Linked DNA regions of Gossypium arboreum: region 2 is linked to region 1. A link is a contact called in public Hi-C data. All regions are on one chromosome and are shown on one strand. The core of a region is the stretch at or near the end of the contact, and the rest is flanking DNA. Distances in the headings are between cores, read along the strand shown. Region 1 holds the start of LOC108454746. Region 2 holds the start of LOC108488595 (pentatricopeptide repeat-containing protein At1g33350).

The links. Hi-C and Micro-C count contacts between places; a contact is called where the count stands out from the background.
Region 2: a contact with region 1 is called in a Hi-C map of leaf, with 2.2 times the contacts expected there. The contact joins the promoter of LOC108488595 here to the promoter of LOC108454746 in region 1. A contact is called at or near these places in 2 of 5 Hi-C or Micro-C datasets (both in leaf).

Annotation. Positions count from the first base shown.
Region 1 is chr9:8,349,220-8,351,919 of ASM2569848v2, reverse strand. LOC108454746 reads left to right here and starts at 1,251. Exons shown (of 2, transcript XM_017753304.2): 1 at 1,251-2,186. The coding sequence starts at 1,610. The coding sequence ends at 2,161.
Region 2 is chr9:8,481,682-8,484,381 of ASM2569848v2, reverse strand. It overlaps LOC108488595 (pentatricopeptide repeat-containing protein At1g33350), which reads right to left and starts at 1,291. Exons shown (of 1, transcript XM_017792881.2): 1 at 1-1,291. The coding sequence starts at 1,058. It overlaps LOC108488075 (protein MAIN-LIKE 2-like), which reads left to right and starts at 2,138. Exons shown (of 1, transcript XM_017792388.1): 1 at 2,138-2,602. The coding sequence starts at 2,138. The coding sequence ends at 2,602.

The DNA of each region.
Region 1 (2,700 bases), core at 2-2,501:
TTGTTGAATTGATTTCAAACTGGTTTGATTAATTGGTTCCCAGAACGACTGATCCGACTGAATCAAAACAAATAAATTATTTAAAATAAAAATATTACAAAAATTATAAATATCAATTCAATTACTAGTTCAATTGATTTTTTAGCCCAATTCTACCGGTGCATACCAATTTGCAGTCAATTGATTTTTTCATTTTTAAAATTTTGTTAGTCTTTAACATGTGAAGTTTATTGTCAACTTGATCCATGCCAAGTACATATATATATTTTAAAAAAAATTTAATTCTTTTCCTTATTGTAAAAAATAAAAATTCAAACTATAATTATAATCTTTTAAAAAATTGAAAAAATAATAATAACAGTTTAAAATTCAAAATAAAAATAAAAGATTTTTAAAACTATAAAAAAATTCTAAAATTTAATTTTATCTAAACCGAGCAGAACTAATTGGATCAAGAACTAATGGGATATTGGTCTGGTGAGAGGTAAAAAACTGGTTGACTCATGAATTGGTATGGATTGGTTAAACCAAACTAAAAAACTAGTAGAACTGGAAATTGAACCTATTTTATAACTTTGATTTTTTTTAAAATAATTTATTTGATTTGAACCAATCGTGTTGGCCGTTTTGAGAATCAATTGGTTAGACTAGATCGAAAATAGTTCAATTGTTCGTTTAACCAATTTTTAGCTTGGTTCAATCAATCTGTACCGATTCGCGAGTCAACCTATTTTTACCTCTCGTCAAATTGATATCCCAACTGATTCCTGATCCGACTGGTTGGTCAGGTGCAGTTTAGATAACATTCAATTTTGGAATATATTTAGAATCATTTTATTTTTCCACAATTTTTAATTTTTTGGAAAAAGTTTTAATTTTTAATTTTATGCTTTTATTTAAAATAAGAAATTTTTTTTTTAAAATTTTTATGTAGTGTAAGGACTGATTGACAAAAATTATAAATATTGAGGGCTAAAAAATTATTTTACCGTTGATACCGTTTAAATGGAGAGATCAAGATTTTTAATAAAAAAATAAAAGATTTAATGTCTCAAAATTAAAGTATAAGGATTAAATTTTAAATTTTGAGAGAGTACAAGATTATAGAATTAAAGTATACGGGCCAAACTAATAACAAAAGAAAGTACAAGGTCCAAACTGATAAAAATAGTTTAGGTACCAAAGTGATAATTTAGCTATAATACAGGGTGAAAAGAGGTGTTAAGCCAAAGATATATTCAGTTTGAAATTTAGAAAATTTTCCTCTTTTATGAGCGAGCCGCATGGACGGCGATGGATACTCCAAATTGCCCATACAAAGTTCCCCCTCTTTATTATCTATCTTTGGCCAAAAAAGGTGAAAGAACAACATAAAATTCCTGTATTTCTTTTCACTTTGTACCTTCTTCTTTGGCCTTCACAATACCAAATCTAATTTGGGCATCTTTAATTCCCATGTTCTTTCTAGGGTTTTGAATTTCCCCCCTCCCTGGTTATCCCTAATTATTCATCAAGTTCCAATTTTCATTGTCTGGGTACTTTTAGATCTCCGTTTTTTTTTTAAAAAAATTTCGGATCCTTTTTTGTTATCGTAAAAAAAAAAAATTCAATGTCACAAGGTTTCTCAATTGAGCTTTACTTCGATCCAGCACTTGAGAACCAGGTCTTAAAAGCTTGGAATGTTTTGGCTCGTCGTCAAATCAGCACTCAGTTAATTGAAATCGAATCAAGGCCTCACATTACTCTCTTTTCAAGCCCTTTTCTCGATCCTGCAAAGCTTGAATCCGTTATAAAGTCCTTTGCTTCAAAGCAAGAACCTTTACCTATTTCTTTTTCTTCAATTGGGGCTTTCCCAAATGAAAACAATGTTCTCTTCCTTTCACCAGCTCCAACAATGACGCTCCTACAATTCCAGGCTCAGGTATGTGAGGCAATTAAAAAAGAAGGGATTGAAATTGGGGAAGAGTTTAAAGCTGATGCTTGGATCCCTTATTGTCCCGTAGCTCAAGAAGTGCCTAAAACAAGAATGGCTGAGGCTTTTTGTGTGTTGAGAGAGTTGAAATTGCCTGTTTCTGGGTATGCAATGGATATTGGATTAGTGGAGTTTTCACCTGTTCGTGAACATTTCTCATTTGGACTTGGGAATACCATAGACACATAGAGATTTGGAAGGTCCATTATACAGTGTTAGTCTTTGCTTTTTCTGTTCATTCTGCTTACTTGATGTGTTGCTAATGTAGATTCTATAATTAGTAAATGTTGGATTCTTAGTTGCAAAGTTTACTTGTTTATCATATCTTGTTTTATTGCTTGCATTTTTTTGTACAAAAGTATGTTTTGATGGGATAACAAATGGATTGGTTTAACTCAAACCTTTTATTTATCTTTTATCCTAGTCTTCTACATAACATGATTGGTGGAAATTGTAAAGGATCCCAATGAATAAATGAGTGCAAAATTACAAGAAGTTAAGTTGCATTTTGCTCTCTCTACTAAAAAATTGGATAAATTAATTTTTAAAAATTTTATCACTTTATATTGTTAAAAACTGACATATCTAATAGAATAATAAAGACAATAACATATGATATGCCACTTGTACCTGATGTAAAGGGACAAGTTTTTAATAGTAAAAATGAATTGAAGTTTTAATAGAAGGACTAGTTTGTTCTTTGATGTAACTTACAATGATTAATTTGC
Region 2 (2,700 bases), core at 42-2,541, 130 kb before region 1:
GCATTCAACAGACTGATAAAGGTAACTGCATCAGGTCTAATATCCTCAAAACCACAATTGATCATCTCCTCAAACAAACTAATTGCATTCTCACTTTGTCCATGTAGTGCAAAACAATTGATTATAGAGTTCCAAGATGTCAAGTTTTTCTTGGAACTCATTTCAAAAATCCTTCTTGCTGTATCTAAGCTCCCACATTTCCCATACATATCTATTAAAGCATTAGCTATGAAACAATCATTATCAATACCATTTCTATAAACGTAACCATGGATTGATTTGCCAAGCTGAAACATCCCAGTGTTTCCACAAGCCGATAAACTGCAAACAACTGTAACCTGATTAGGCCTATTCCCTTCTCCTGTTCCCACCATTACCATCTTTCTCAACACTGAAATAGCCTCAGAAAAGAATCCATTTTGCGTGCACCCTGCAATAACAGCATTCCAAGAAGGAATATCCCTATTGGGCATCTGCTCGAAAAGCGAAACAGCCTTTCCAACATCCCCTACTCTCATATACCCAGAAACCATAGCAGTCCAAGACACAAGATTTCTGTCAGACATTTCATCGAACACGTCCCTTGCAATCCCAATGCACGAACCCGTCCTCGAATAGGAATCAACCAGAGCCGTTTGAACAACTGGGTATTGTCCAAAACCCGATTTTAAAATCTGGGTATGAACCAGTTTCGTGCCATTAGACTCCAAAACCTCAGGAGCTGATTTCAAGACATGAGGGAAAATAAAATTGTTGGGTGCCGGCTTGCCTTTGCGAAGCATGTGACGGTAAAGGACAAAAGCGGAAGTATGGTGGTTGGGGTCAGAGGCATAAGCAGTAATCATGGCAGTGTATAAGTATATATTGGGAGAAGGAAGATGATCAAACAGTAAGCGAGCATAGTAAAAGTTGAAAATCTTGAGTGTGCAAAAGCGAACTAACTTGAAGATGTAGAATTGGGTGTGGGAGTGGCCTTGAGAGATGATGAAGGATTGGAGTTGTTTAAGATGGCTGAGATTAATGCATTTTTCTAGGATTGTTAGGAAGTGTTGGTTCATTTTGAGTTGGCTTAAACCATATATGGAGCATGCATATTTGCTTCTACTGTACAGAAAGAACTGAAGCTTACCCCCTTCGATTATATAAGCCGCCGGCTAACATGGTAGTCGTGGAGAGACCCTTCGTCGTGGCAGCTATATATACGTTTATGGTCTTCGGGAAGAGGATGAATTTTCTTGCCAAAACTCACTCCTCACAAATGATCCCTCTCCTGCAGGTTACAGCGATATATATACGTTTTGTGTAAAAAAAAAAAAGCCATATATATACGTGTTCTTTTTTTTTACGAAAATATATGTACGTTTATTATTCAAGGTTTCTCTTTAAAATTCCAATTGTATTTTATTTACTAGTAAAAATAGGGGTATTTTACCGATAAAGGCCCATTTCCAACTTTTTTTTAAAGAAATAGGCCGATTTTTTAATTATTTACTGGAATAGGCCGAAAACGGGAAAATCGCGTCCACGTCAGCTCGAAGTTAAGGTATTTGCCAGCAAAGCATGTTCCTGAGGAAGCGCTTTGTCCACATCAGCAGAAAACACTTCCCTAAGGACGCGGTTTGTGTTGATGTGGACAAAGCGCTTCCTCAGGACGCGCTTTGCCCGTGTTTTTCAAACAGTCAAAAATTTGACCGTTGGGCCCCCAACGGTAAAAAAAAAAACTATAAAACCCCCTTTCCCCTTGATTTTTTACACAAAAAAGTCCTCATTTCCAAATTCTCTCAAATTCTTCTAAAAATTCTCTCATATTCTCTCAAATTTTTTCAAAGCTCTCTTTAATTTTTGCAAAAAAGCTCTATTTAAAATTTTTTTGAATTAGTTGTATTTTAAATTAAATTTTTGCAATGGAAAGGGAATTAATTCGTCTTGATAATAAACACATCTCTGTCGATCAAATGACAATGGTAAGTGATAATTTTAATATTTCAATATTATTTAATATTTTTTTAATTTATGTAGTTTTAATTAATTTTTTAGTACAATTTAATATTTTTTTTCATTTATGCAATTTTAATTTTAATTTTATAATTTTTTATAACAGTCTGTAGATTGGGTGTTGCAATGCTATATTTGTAATATGTCTGGTCCTTCTTCACTGTTGATAGAGGGTTACCTGCGGGACGCGGGTTTTTGGCACGTGGTCACGATAGGCCGGGGGTGCAAGTTCGACCCGAAACTAATCAGTGCGTTGATAGAGAGGTGGAGACCCGAGACGTACACTTTCTATCTTCCATGCGGAGAGTGTACTATCACTTTAGAAGACGTGGAGTTGCAATTGGGATTGCCGGTGGATAGGTACACGGTCACTGGGTCTGCTTATTCTACTGATTGGGGCGCTATATGTTACGAGCTTTTGGGTGCTATTTCGGACAATATTAACGGAGGTCGGATCGAGATGGGCTGGTTACGAGACACATTTCCGGAGCCGGATAATGATTCGACTGAACTAGAAAGAATACGATATGCTCGGGCATACATTCTTGAGATGATCGGAGGTTATCTAATGCCGGACTTGTCACGAAACCGCGTACATCTGAGATGACTGCTGAAACTCGTTGATTTTAGAGCAGTTGGTGAACTTAATTGGGCGTGTGCCGTGTTAGCAACATTGTGCGGGGAAATGTGCGGGGCGACGCGACT